Linked DNA regions of Zea mays: region 2 is linked to region 1. The links are chromatin contacts, called in public Hi-C maps. All regions are on one chromosome and are shown on one strand. Each heading gives the region's core, a stretch centred on a gene start, on an enhancer-like site or on the middle of the called end of the contact. The rest is flanking DNA. Distances are from core to core; before and after follow the strand shown.

Region 1 (7,427 bases), core at 2,590-5,089:
TCATCATCGGCAACGCACGGGAGGCCGATGGAAACAACAAAATTTCTTGCAGGAAAGTGATGGCCGAGAAGACTCCTGATGGAGGGGAGACACTGAAGGTAACCATCACAAACTCCAGCGCTGGGGGGCAAGCACAGACAAGGGGATATGCGCGAGAACCCATACTACGCATCGCGGACGGTCCTGTGTCTAGGCGCGGACGGTCCGTAACATCACCGGACGGTCCGAAGCGTTCCGACGGACGGTCCGGCAACGTCGAAGAGCCGCGGCAACCACGTACCTTCAAACCACGACGACCAGAAATAGGTACGTGGAAAACTAACACATTCAAGGCAACTGGTCGATTGGTAAAATCTAGCCCGACCTTTGATCAATTATTGTCTAAATATGTGAAAAAGAAGGCTGGCTCCAGCGACCGGCCACCAAAGGGACCTCGCTTACCCACCCAGGTGCGACGGCAGGTTAGGCCGATTGGACCACCACACCAATCGGAAAGGACGGAAGGTCATAATGTTCAATTAAGACCTAACGTACCTGCATGGACACCTCCACCACCATATCCACCTATGCCATATCCATACACATACATACCTCCACCATATGTCCCAAATCAAATGTGGGGCATGCCACCATATCCATTTGGGATGCCACAGTACCCCGCTTGGGGGGCACCCCAAACATCTGTATTCAATAGGTTGACACCTCCAGTACAAGACCGATTGAGAGCCCCTCAATCTGGTCCACGAGCACAGGCCCAGCAAGATTGCCGAACAACTCAGCCCCAAAGGCTGACTAATCCGGCAGGGGGACATACAACTATAACCTCCAACAGTACGAAAAAGGGAGAGGTCATTAAAATAGGAGCGACAGATGTCGTCGTACAACAAAATAACGAAGGTCCGATGATTTTTGGTGAATCGGCCAACACAAACAAAAAAGAAAGTACGACTGTCAATAAAATAGCCGATCCAAAATACTCCATGCCCCGATGGTGTCCATCGGGATTGACACGATCGCAAAAGCGAAAATTACAGCGCCTCAGAGCAAAGGAGAATCAGGAAAAAGAGGCAGAAAGAATATTCAATGACACGCATCCGCAGTATCCGCCACCGCAAAAGAGATGGAGACCAAAGGCCGTTGAGAAAAGTCAAACGGCCGCAAAGATAGTAAATAAAACAACAACTGTGCATCTCTCTGCAGGTATGGTAGACTGTCCGGCTATAAAGGCCGGATCATCTGCACAGGACGCGGACCATCCGACCCCTGAGGCCGAACCATCCGCACTACACCAAGACACCTCCGACGACGTACCGACGCCCATGGAGGAAGACGACCTGCATGGAGAAGACCTGGTCGACTACGGAGCTACGCCAGAACACTTAGAGAATTAGGAAGGCAAGGTGACGAATTGGTCAGGACCAGTATGACGCTCGGCGATGTTGGGACTGACAGTTCGATCAAATCTAAAGGGATCACGTCCATTGAGTCAACCATCGAGACCAAGGCCACTGCGTACCATCCTAGTAAGTGGCAAGATGCCTAAGAAAACCGATGTGATAACATCGAGTTAGTTGCTTTTGGTTCGCTCAACTCCACCAAAAGGCAGGGGGCATATGTTGAGCACCAAATTGAGCGCGGACGGTCCGGCCCTGAGGCCGGACGGTCCGCGGTCCGGACGGTCCGCGCCTGTGGGCCGGACGGTCCGCGCGTGCGCAGAACAGATTAGGGTTCCGAGTTTTGTGCTACGGTTGTTAGCTAAAATCATGGGATAAGCTCGGAAATTAGTTTGTAAAGGGTCCAGCCCCCCTCCTCTATAAATAGAGAGGTATACGGCCGATTTGTAATCATCAACAATCGAATCAATACAAGTTCTATTTCGCATTTTATCCTAGGAGTAGTTCTAGTCTAGTTTAGGTTTAGCCTCTCGATCCCCAAATTCTTCGCCTCTCTTCGACTCTACGCCGATTAGAGGAGTCTAGGTCGGCCGGCCCGAGCCTAGACAACCCCTAGGATCTCTCCTCCCCGACGGGGTCCCTCCCGGGAGCGAGATCCAGGCGCCGCTGGCGATCTTCCGCCGCCCCTGCGCACGCGCGGACCGTCCGGCCCCAGGGCGCGGACCGTCCGGCCGTCAGGCAGGAAACCTTAGCCCCTGCGCCAGGTCGCGGACCGTCCGGCCCCTGCGCGCGGACCGTCCGCCCCTGACCAGAGAGCACCGCCGCCGGTTCTTCTTGAGTATTTGGTGCTCCGAAAAAGCGTCAACAGGTAGCTAAAAGTTTATAAAAGAAAAATTGATGTGATACTGAAGTGGTGGTAAATTGAGGCTAAAAGTTGTATACTCCCGTAGATAAGGGCTGAATAGTGTCGATAATATTATTGTCCATAGTTGATATAGTACGCTGATATAGCACGGTGACGCGTACCGTTGGAACTGGTCTGAGTTGTGGGCGGCGAGAGATGCTGGCACAGTGCGGTGACACAGACAAATTAAACGCACTGAAGGCTTATTTCGTCGTACGTACCTGAAACACCATTGTCTTGGGATTTTTATGACGTGTGACGTGTCTACAGTACAGTATGGAATCATCGACACGTGTCGCGTTAAATCGGGTTGCACCCCTGATCCCTCTCCAGTTTTCTGACCGACAGCCCCGGGCCTGTTTTGGATGATGGTCCTTGAACACTCGATCAGCAGCAACGACCAAAAACTCCAAGCATCGCCTGGTGCAGTAGCTGCACACATCACGGCAAGGCTATCTATCAGATGGAGTAGGTAAAATAACTAAATCTGTCGCCCTCCACTTCACTCAGTAGGCGCAAGATTAGGAAGGAAGCTTTGGGTGAAATGACGCATGGCTTATGATTTGTAAATGATTGTGTCAGGTGTGCGCGGTTATTCTCGAGACCTTAGCATGTTTTTATTTTATTTTTTATCAATTGCATTGCAAAAAAAAAAAAAATTTTGAAATCTTTAACGCGTTGGTCTTTTCGGAACCATGCGAAAACTAGAGGTGGTCGCCAGGTGAAAACAGGTAGGTCGGGTATATCCGCCGAATACAGATAATATAAATACATATTTTCTTAGAGTTAGATACGAATAATATAAATACCTAATGGTCGCCGTGTCATCGCAGTCCATAGCCGGCGGCCTTGGAAGTCCTGCGTATTGACATCTTTGCTGCTGGTTATTTAAAGTATCTTTTGCAATCCGTTACCTACCCCATGGAGTCATGAAACAGTACATAATTATATGACTAACTGTACGCCCAGTTCCTTCCATTTTCTTTTCTTTTTTCCCGTTGAGCATGCCTAGTTATTTCCACTAGAAATTGATGGAAAACTGGAGGACCGAGGACAGCGAGCAAATACTGGGTGGAAGTGGAACCGAGGCCGCTGGTCGCTGGATCGCAACGTCAGCCGTGGTTGGTAAACGTTGAGGTCATGACGGCAACACATAGTCTCCATCGTCTCAATGCAGCTGCCCGATCCTCCTCCATCTGACACTGATACTTCCAAGTTGTGCAGTATATTTTTGCATCGTACCGTACCATGACCATACCACCTTGATTGCCGTTGTAACTAATGCGTCCTTGAAGGATACTGATGGATTAGTCCGTGAGACTGTACGTAGCAGATCATGTAAAATAGGGATTTGTTCTCTAAATTACAGGATTTATAGAGTGAAAATTGAAATAGTGGATGTGATAAAGGAATGACATAGATACATGTTGAAGACAGTCTGACACTGCTTCTGCCAACGGTGGTGGGCCCATGCGGTCGCAAAAAAGACGAATGCAGCACGTCGATTAACCTTTGATTGCAGCACGTCGATGCCATGGACCAGTCACCATTGCCACCGGGATCTACCTGCTTGACAACACGCGCGCCACAGGTGGGCAGATCGTCGATTAACCTATGCTTCTCAGGTCTAGCCGAGGGTAGAAATTCGTAGTAGCTTACAAATCACCTGCTTGGACTTTGCTCTGGAATTCCTCACATGATCAAGGTCTGGACAACGGGCCTAGTTTTATCATCTGAATGATTGAGCAATTAACCGCTCAACAACTACCTCGTCGTTTTACGGCGACGGCGATGGCATTGGACTCTTCACTGGTGTGCTGTCTTAGCTTTCTAGAGATGCGTACCAAGAAAACAGCGGAGGGATGGCATATTTAAATAAAAGTGGGGACATGTTATTGTGAAAAAGGATGTTGAAGTTGGCCTTAGACTAAACAGAACCTTAAACTTAGAGCAACTCTTGTGGATGACCAAAAGAAGCCCCAAGCCAATATTTTTGAGGGTTACATGGAAAATCATTAGTTCAGCAGCTCCGAAAACATCCCTGGCGACCCTCATTTGTGTGGGAGGACCCTCATTTGTGCAGGAGGTGGGAAGCCCCCAATCTTTTTTCCGGCGCACACATCTAGCTTCTCCTGGGCTGCTACTTTGGTGCGTGCGAAAACACTAGACTTTCGTGGCTTCTTGCTCCTCTGCCATCCTACTTTCTATCTGGCATCTCTATCTCTTGACGCTGTCAGTTGGTGCTTGTCCTCCCTGCATGCAGAAGCAAATGGATCAGACGAGTCAAGTGGCACTCCTCTCCTCTAGCGTACATACTTTTAGCCTATGAAAAAAATTATAGTATCCCTCAAACTGGTTTTCGGGCCGACTTTTTTCACAAGCTCCTGGAGTTGCTCTTAGGTCGCTAAACATGACCACTAACTTCATTTTATGCGGAACAAGTCTCAGTCTGCAGCAGGGTTGATATGGATGAAGTAGATGCTCTAATCTTCACCAATTGAGAGATGAGGCTCCCCCTTATGAAGAACTTGATGTAGCTCATATCGGCAGCCACCTAGAACAGGAGTCGAGCTTTTGAACCCCTCGTATGGTCTAGTTAATCAATTATATGGGTTTAAGTGGTGGGGGACTAGCTTTTAATCTTAAAATCATAGTTGGTCTTATTTATATACATGTTATGGGATCAGGGCTTACTCTAGATAATCAATCCATAGGGTTACTGCCTATCACGACAAATAATCTAATAGATCGACACTAATAGGTGGATCTTAACTGACATGTCAAGTTAGACTCTCTTAGTAGAGATCATATCCAATATTCTCATTTTTTATCGAACGGCTAACAATATATATGTTTCTCTTTAAACTTGTCTTCACACTCACTACAACAGTAAAACAAGACTCATGGGATCATTAGCTAGATTCAATCCCTACGCGAAGAAACAGGCTGTGTAGCGTGGTATGGGCACAAGAGACAAGCATAGGCTCATAGCCTGGCGGTGCACGATATGGGCACAACGGAGGAGCGCAAGCGCACAACATGGTGGCACAAAGGAGTGGGTGGCGATGCAGAGTTGGTCATTGGATGTTGATGCGACCACGGTGGCGTGGAGGTGGGCAACACTGAGCAAGAGAGTGAGCGCGCGATAGAGGGAGAACGAGAATGGACGACGGTGTATGTGCATGATGGCTTGGGGAAGAAAACGAGGAGGATGGTGAGGGGCCCACATGATACAATAGTCTACCTAAACATTAGTTTTAGGTGATTCAAACAGACTTACTTTATTAATTGGTTCATGGTTTTAGGTTTTAACTAGCTTTGTTTTGGTGTGTGTGTGTTAACTTCAGGTGGTAGCTTATTTACGTGTCACCATAGACTGGGACATATATGAAAGAGGAACAAAATACCCTTTTTCACAAAAGGAGATAACTAATGCTATCCTCCAAAATGGAGCGAAACAAAGCTCTAGGTCTAGATGGGTTTCTAGCAAAGTTCCACCAAAAATAAGGGGCATTATCAAGTATGATTCGCTGCAAATGTTTGAGGACCTATTTTGGTGTGACCCGCCATTGTTTAGCTTGAAATTTGGTGTAATCACCTTGATCCCTAAGGTATAATACGCGAACCTAATACAACAAAATAGACCCATTTGCCTCTTGAATGTTAGTTACAAGATCTTCACCAAAGTTGCTACAAACAAGCTTAATCTAATAGCACACATAATAGTGAATCCAACCCCAAACCGCTTTCATACGAGGACGAAATATCCTAGATGGGCTAGTAATCGTACATGAAACAATCCATGAGCTATACAGAATAAAGCTAGATTGGGTAATTTTCAAAATAGACTTTGAGAAGGCACATGACAAAAGTAAGTGGCCTTTCCTATACCAAACTCTACAGATGAAGGGTTTGTCTCCAAGATATGGATATCTTGGATAAAGAATTTTGTCTCGGGTGGTAGTGTGTCTATAAACGTTAATGATGAGATAGGTCACTGTTTTCAAACAAAGAAAGGTCTTAGGCAAGGAGACCCGCTTTCACCCCTCCTTTTTAATATTCTAGCAGAAATGTTGGCCATATAACTAAAAGGGCAAATATGGAAGCACAAGTCAGTGGGTAGTGCCCCACTTAATAGATGGAGGCTTATATATGCTTCAATATGTGGATGACACAATCCTATTTTTAGAGCAACTCCAAAAGATGTTAAAAATTTCACCCAAAAACTGATTATTAGGAGTAGGCTACAAAGTTTTAAAAGTGAATCATGATGTGTATTCCAACAGTTCTCCTAAATATGACAGGTGGCGCAATCTGTGTAGTCGCCAGGAGGATATGGATATTCTGATGCGTTGAGGAATGGATTAGGGAGGGATGGAACACACCAAAATATGAGGGAGAGGAGGCTGTGGATGCGGGACATGAATTTTTTTGGGGGGAAATGGAGGAGTTGTTGGAGTAAGAAAAAACACTATTTTTTACTAATATCTGTTTTGGGTTAGTTACATGTTCGTTTGGAGTTGCTCTTAGAGCATGATCTAGAGAAGGTTTCTATATGAAATTCCTGCCTTTTGTCTGTGAACAAATTTTAGGACAAAATCAACTTCCATAAGAACAAAATATTGTGCTTTGGTGCAACACAGGTTCATGAGCAATTGTATAGATATTTATGGGTGTAAAAATGTGGAGCTCCCTCTAAGGTATTTAAGTATTCCTATTTATTAAAGGAAGTTGAAAAATAACGATTGGAGGGAGGTAGAGGAAAGATTTGAAAAGAGGCTTAGTAGCTGGACATGAAAAATTTATCTATTGAGGACAAGCTAACCTTAATCAATTCTATTTTAAATAGCCTCCCCATGTATATGGTGTCCTTCCCTGTACCAAAGGGTCCTCAAGAAGCTTAACTACTTTTGGTATCGTTTCTATTGGCAAAGTGATGAGAATAAAAAATACCACTTAGACAAATGGAACATCCTTTTTAAACCCAAGGACCGAGGAGGATTGGGTATCATGAATCTCAAACTAAAGTATACTGCCCTGCTAAGCAAATGGTTGTTTAAGCTTCTTAATATGGAACGAATGTGGCAACAATTTCTTAGACACATATACCTCAGATCCAAACCACTAGT
Region 2 (7,427 bases), core at 3,016-5,515, 120 kb after region 1:
TTATACTCCTCTCGACTTAGAGAGGTGAGGAGTATAGTAGTGGCTTGGGAGTTGAAGTGGTGGATTTGGGCCACTTCGTCCGAATCATAATCTTCATCCCCTACGGATGGTACCTGTACACCAAACTCAACAACATTCCAAATGCTTGTGTGGAGTGAGGTTAGATGATGCCTCATTTTGTCAATCCACATGTTATAATCTTCACCGTCAAAAACCGGTGGTTTGCCTAATGGAACAGAGAGTAAAGGAGTACGCTTTGAAATACGAGGGTAGCGTAGGGGAATCTTACTATACTTCTTGCGCTCATGGCGCTTAGAAGTTATGGACGGCGCATCGGAGCCAGAGGTGGATGGCGATAAAGAATCGGTCTCGTAGTAGACCACCTTCCTCATTTTCTTTTTCTTGTCGCCACTCCGATGCGACTTGTGGGAAGAGGATTCCTTCTCCTTCCCTTTGTTGCAGGACTCTCCCGATGGAGCCTTCCCATAGCTTGTAGCGGGCTTGTCGCCGGTCACCATCTCCTTCTTGGCGTGATCTCCCGACATCACTTCGAGCGGTTAGGCTCTAATGAAGCACCGGGCTTTGATATCAATTGAAAGTCGCCTAGAGGGGGTGAATAGGGCGAAACTGAAATTTACAAAGTTAATCACAACTACAAGCCGGGTTAGCGTTAGAAGTATAAGCGAGTCCGAGAGGAGGGTGAAAAACAAATCGCAAGCAAATAAAGAGTGAGGCACAAGGATTTGTTTTACCGAGGTTCGGTTCTTGTAAACCTACTCCCCGTTGAGGTGGTCACAAAGACCGGGTATCTTTCAACCCTTTCCCTCTCTCAAACGGTCACTTAGACCGAGTGAGCTTCTCTTCTCAATCACACGGGACACTAAGTCCCCGCAAGGACCACCACACAATTGGTGTCTCTTGCCTCGGTTACAATTGAGTTTGTCACAAGAAAGAATGAGAAAGAAAAGAAGCAATCCAAGCGCAAGAGCTCAAATGAACACAAGTCACTCTCTCACTAGTCACTATTGATCGGAATTGAACTAGAGACTTGGGAGAGGATTTGATCTCTTTGGTTGTGTCTAGAATTGAATGCTATAGCTCTTGTAAGGTGTAGAAGTTGAAAAACTTGGATGCAATTGAATGTGGGGTGGTTGGGGTATTTATAGCCCCAACCACCAAAATGTGGTCGTTGGAAGTCTGCTGTCGCATGGCGCACCGGACACTGTCCGGTGTGCCAACCACGTCAGCCAGCCGTTGGGGTTCGACCGTTGGAGCTCTGACTTGTGGGGCCTCTGGGCTGTCTGGTGGTGCACCGGACATCTCCTGTAGACTGTCCGGTGCGCCAACTGCGCGTGCTCTGACCTCTGCGCGTGCAGGCGCGCATTAAATGCGTTGCAGTCGATCGTTGCGCTTGAAGTAGCCGTTGCTCCGCTGGCACACCGGACAGTCCGGTGTGCCACCGGACACTGTCCGGTGCATACACCGAACGGTCCGATGAATTATAGCGGAGCGGCCTCCATTTTCCCGAAGGTAGCGAGTTCAGCGTCGAGTACCCTGGCACACCGGACACTGTCCGGTGGCACACCGGACAGTCCGGTGCGCCAGACCAGGGTGCCTTTGGGATTTCTTTAGCTCTTCTTATTTGAACCCATCTTTGGTCTTTTTATTGGTTTGTTGTGAACCTTTGGCACCTGTAAAACTTATAGACTAGAGCAAACTGGTTAGTCCAATTATTTGTGTTGGGCAATTCAACCACCAAAATCAATTAGGAAAGGTGTAAGCCTATTTCCCTTTCACTTGGAGTCATATCGGGCCCATGCCCAAGTCGTGTCACAGTGTTAGAGATGTCATTTCTTAGGTGGTTGCCATACCTACTCCAGGGCATGTATGATATATCTCAACACTAGGCACTAGGGGCCATGCCACCTAGTACGATGTACTTGGTAGCCAGTGTAGCCTTTTGCACTTGATAATACTTCATAGTATACTTCATGAGTGCATGTGTGGCTACATGATTGATGCACATACCACATAGTGATCTTAAGCACCCTATAGCTAAGTCATGGTAACAACACACTTGCCAATCATATAATGACACGCATCACACATTTAATATGTTGTACCTAAGATTTATTTGTTAAGCTAATGCTATGGACATGTCTTTAGGTATTAAGATGTGGGGTCCCTTCGTGAGGTCATACTACCCCTAGTGGAACCAATAACATCCTATTATCTTATGATTGGGTTATAGTTAGGCACAATGAGTCCCTTGTTCCCATGGGGCTTTAGACCTTGAAGGGTTTGGGGCTTGGTCGCTTTAGTGATTTGCTCCAAAAGACGAATCTACATGCTCACGAGAAATCTACATAAACTATTTGGTAGGGATGATCCTCAAAGGTCCTTACACGTATCCGTCCAACCAAAATAAACCCAAACTATTGGAACACTAAATCCATCAAAAGGGTGAAGACAGTGAATTAGAAAGAGAAAAAAATCCAAACACAAGTAAGAACTCAAATTAAAAATTTCAAAGAAATGATTAATTTATTTTTGAAGATCAACCAAGTCTGATTCTTACATGGGAAAGATAACACAATAGAGTACTCACTCCATATTGCAGATCTCAATAGCTAAAACCGGATGAAAGATTAAAACTCATACAACTAGGACCTAGGCTAGGAATGACTCGAGATATAAAATTGAAGAGATGGCTAGTTGGACAACCTCATGTCTTATTTTTAGAGCTATTACACATCCCAACGTGCATCCAGTGGTCATGGGCTCTTCACGACTTTGCTTTGCCTTGACGCAAGGTTCACGATGATGCCATATACCTCCTCATGTTTCCACCAAAATTTTAATCAGGTTTTGAGACCAAAAACCAAGAAATTGTTTGCTCGATGATTTTGAGGCCCAAACCACTATACGCCTCATGAGTAGCATACATGATACACTCAGTTCATGATCTCGACACGTGTCACCGACAGCCCATGATTGCCTAATCACCAAGTCATATAATGTATTTGCTTGACTTGGTTAACATGATATGTTCCTCCATCTACCTTTTGCACTTGTTGATTCACTAGGTGTCAACCATCACGCTCATTGCTTCGGTTTCTCCAATTCCTCAATTGAAGTCTGAGCGTCCGTCCTCCACCACTCTAGTCCATCAGCATGAACTCACTTAACCTCATCTATGTGCTTCACACCTACACATCACGAGTCAAGAGTTGTATTGTACAACATTATACTCACTACATGAGGTTAGTCAACACTAAACTAAAACCAATCATCGATAATCAGTTATTGTACTTAAATACCATGGGTAAATATCAACTACATATTTATATTTTTATATTCAGTTATTAGTTATATACAATGTAGCTCGTTCAGCAAAGCACAATATTGCTACATGGCACCACACAAAGGTATTAACATTAGATACCTTTGTGTTATATCACTTTTTTGTTACTATTATGCTCAGCAAAGTTTTTTTTATAGTTCCATGCAATACCATGGTATTTAACAAGACTTTGATATTTTATACAGAAAGATGTTTGGTAAATGTTTTAAAAACTATATATTAAAAACCACATTATTATGAATACTATAGTAAAACCATAGTATTGAAAAATTTGGTCTAGACCAATGTCTTTCCTTGTTGCGTGTGAAACTATGGTATTGCAAAATTATGGTATTGAAATATTTTGTTTATGATATAGCATTAAAAAAATTAGTATTGTAAAACTGTGGTATTAAAAAACTTTGCTTCTAAACAGATGCTACATGATATCAGTTTATTTAATGACTATAAAACTATTACGAAACTTTGTAACCTTATTGAGGCTGACCTTAGCAAATCTGTATCTACTCGCACCATAATCCGCCAATCCGAAACGACCCTTCCTTTGCGTGTTTGAAGCTCACCACTCACACCATAAACAGTGGACCATGCTGGATTTTGGTCTGATTTTGCCAACAAGGAACGCGCCGCGCCGCACTGACCACCGCATCTCGCTCGTTTGGAAGCGTCTGTCTGAGGTTCTCCAAATCCACATCAGACCAGCCCACCGACCGCGTCTCCCACGTCCGAACCGAGCACCGCATCGCAAACTCGTGGCGCATGGAGCTTCGTTTTGGGGTGTGCCGCACCCACCCACCCACCCAGCCCAGCCCAGTCACAGCCTTGCCTCCAAAAAGCGCTGCTCGCTTCGGCACTCGTTGATAAAGCGGCTAGCCGAGCGCCGTGGCAGAACCGCGGAACGCAATAGCCAATAGGTAGCGGAGCACCGCACCGCGAAGCAAACGAGAGGGGAAAAAAAAGCACGAGGAGGCCGCGCCCGCGAAGGAATCACTTGCCCGGGCGTGGGCCGCCCACCGGCCACCGCCCAGCCGCTGCCGCAGTGCCGCCCGCCTGCCTGCCTGCCTGGTGCGGTGGTGCCTGCCCACGGGAACGGGATAGCTGGCTGACGGACGCATTGCGGAGCGGACTGGGAGACTACGGGTAAGATAATAAAAGGGCCAGGCGTGGCGGGGCGCAACCACCGCTGTGCCTCGGAGAGGAGGACAGCTCTCGCGCCGCGGCTGCCGCCATGTGGACGCCGTCGCGCGGGAGCAACGCCCGGCGCAGCGGCCACCGCCGCATCGCGGACTACCTGGCGGACGACCAGACCACCACCACAGCCACCGACGCCTCCGACAACGAGTCCTACACTACCGCCTATGGGGAGGAGTTCTTCGCCGCCGCCGCCGCCGGGAGCGGCGGCGCCGGCGGCATGCTGCCGGCATTCCTGGCGGACCAGGGGGACCTGGTGGAGGTCATGCTGGAGCTGGACGAGGAGTCCATGGTGGTGCGCAGCGTCACGCCCACCAGCGCGGCGCTCTACGGCGCCGCCTCCCTCCCGGCGCCGCCGTCCGCGGGGGTCCTCGGGGTGTCGCCGTCGCCGCGCCGCGCGCCTTCGGAGGGCGGCGGCCGCCTGAGCCGGTGCTCGTCGACGTCGTCGCGGATACGGAAGAAGTTCGCGTGGCTCCGGTCGCCGTCGCCCTCCCCGTCCCCGTACCGCCCCACGCCCGCCGAGCTTCAGCGGGAGGCCGCCATGGCGGCGCGCGAGCGGCGGCGGGAGCAGGCGCAGCTCAACCGGTCCCGCGCCGGCGCCAGGCGCGCGCTCAAGGGCCTCCGCTTCATCAGCCGCACCACGGGCTCCGTCGAGGCCGCCGAGCTCTGGCGCCGCGTCGAGGAGCGCTTCAACGACCTCGCCCGCGAAGGGCTGCTCTCCCGCGACGACTTCGGCGAATGCATCGGTACGGCCACACTCGACGCCGCTGCTGCTTCTTGCCTGCAGTTCACATTGTTATCCTCCGCACACGCGAGGAAACAGCTCGATCCTACTGTAATTGCGACGTCCTTATCCGCGATCTTATGGCGCTCCACGCCCAAACTGCAGGAATGGTGGACTCCAAGGAGTTCGCGGTGGGCATCTTCGACGCGCTGGCGCGGCGGCGGCGGCAGAACCTGGAGCGGATCACCAAGGAGGAGCTCTACGACTTCTGGCTCCAGATCTCCGATCAGAGCTTCGACGCGCGGCTCCAGATCTTCTTCGACATGTACTGAGCTAAATTTCACGCGCCCCCATTTCTCTTCCTTTCCCCGGGTCCCAAGTAAAGTAACGTCACAAATCGATCCGTCCCAATTCCCGGTGCGTGCGCACCTGCACTACGCTTTGCGCCCCCGCAGATTCTTGACAGTAAGCTTTCTTCTCCTTCTGGTGCCGTTCTCGGTCCCAAATTCAGGGTGGACACCAACGTGGACGGGAGGATAACGAGGGAGGAAGTACAGGAGGTGACTTTTCTAATGCTCTTCACTCCTCTCTGCATCTCTGTGTTTAGTTCAAACTGCCAGCCCCAAAAGAAAGTAGAGCACCATTAGAACCTTCTTGTGGGCACCCTGCTCTGATTACCAAACCGCTGCTTCCAGTACCAGTGCAGTGTACCATACATACTGATCTTGTTTAATTAATTAAACCTACTTACTATTTACTGCGGTAAACTATCCACGTGCTCCGCCGCTAATCCAGCGAGATGTTTGGCTTGGTCTCCCTCCTGCCACCGCAGCTGATCGTGCTCAGCGCGTCGGCCAACAAGCTGGCAAAGCTCAAGGAGCAGGCGGAGGAGTACGCGTCGCTCATCATGGAGGAGCTCGACCCGGAGAAGCTTGGCTACATTGAGGTACGTACGCGCGCGGGCCGTATGCCCTACGGGCTACTGTCTTTTTGACCAGGGGAAATTTGGGGGGGTACGTACGCGTGCTGCCGCCGGACTGACACGTGTGCTGCCTCTTCCCTGTCTTGCCAGCTGTGGCAGCTCGAAGCGCTGCTGCTCCAGCGCGACACCTACATGAACTACAGCCGCCCGCTGAGCACGGCCAGCGGGGCCCAGTGGAGCCAGAACCTCGGCGTCGGCGGCGCGCTGACGATAACAGGGGGAGGAGGAGACGGCGGCTGCGGCGTGGACGGCGACCACCCGGGGCCTCCGCGCGAGCGTCGCCGGAGCTGGGGCGTGCGGAAGGCGGCGGCGCGGGTGCGCGTGGCGGCGGAGGAGAACTGGCGCCGCGCCTGGGTGCTGGCGTTGTGGTTCGCGGCCATGGCGGCGCTGTTCGTGTGGAAGTTCGTCCAGTACCGGCGCATGGCGGCGTTCCAGGTGATGGGGTACTGCCTCCCCACGGCCAAGGGCGCCGCGGAGACGCTCAAGCTCAACATGGCGCTCGTGCTGCTCCCCGTCTGCCGCAACACGCTCACGTGGCTCCGCTCCTCCTGGGCCCGCTTCTTCGTCCCCTTCGACGACAACATCACCTTCCACAAGGTAAATTACGAGCGGACTCTACTACTGTACTGTGTACTCCATGATGTCCGTGCAAGCTCCCCACCGCCAGCCGCTTCCGCAAATATCGTCGCGTCCGACGTGGCGAGCCACCTACCCACGGTAGATTCGTCGCCCATGATGGTAAGTAACATCCAAGCGGTCGACGACGACTCACGGGTAGTCACTTGCGGTAAATATTCCGGCGGCCGATGGGTCGGTGGTTAGTTCGGCCGTCGCCGTCGGAGACGAGGCGCGGAGGCCGTGTCGTACGCGGCGGGAACGTGGCGTCCAATGATTGGCCGCCCACGTAGGGGGGGTCCCGGATCCCGTGTGGAAGGGCCGCTGCCGGCCGAAGGCTGCTCCGGACCCATGTGGTAGCTTGAGACTTTGGGCTTACTATACACCCATACTACTACTACATGTGCAGCGTACTCATCTACGGTGGGTTCCCCAGATACGCAGGCGGTAGGCCAAGTCTCCATCACATGTTCCGTACTGCACTGCGGGCAGCGGCGCGGACACGCGGTCTAATGATTCTGTCCCGGCGGTAAGTGGGGCCGTACGGCACA

Evidence for each region. Hi-C and Micro-C count contacts between places; a contact is called where the count stands out from the background.
Region 2: a Hi-C map of leaf shows a contact between it and region 1, with 4 times the contacts expected there. The contact joins the promoter of LOC100502415 here to the enhancer-like site in region 1. A contact is called at or near these places in 6 of 25 Hi-C or Micro-C datasets (bundle sheath, ear, leaf and 1 more).

The regions. Positions count from the first base shown.
Region 1 is chr7:126,248,087-126,255,513 of Zm-B73-REFERENCE-NAM-5.0, forward strand. No RefSeq gene overlaps it. Among protein-coding and RNA genes, the nearest start is that of LOC100502415, 120 kb to the right of the region's middle. Within about 2 kb of position 3,840, at least 11 of the 20 cell types and tissues checked have an H3K27ac peak or open chromatin away from gene starts, as enhancers often do. A contact at or near this core is called in bundle sheath and leaf, where this site is marked.
Region 2 is chr7:126,367,717-126,375,143 of Zm-B73-REFERENCE-NAM-5.0, forward strand. LOC100502415 reads left to right here and starts at 4,266. Exons shown (of 14, transcript NM_001365550.1): 1 at 4,266-5,301; 2 at 5,445-5,604; 3 at 5,791-5,839; 4 at 6,112-6,225; 5 at 6,352-6,858. The coding sequence starts at 4,593.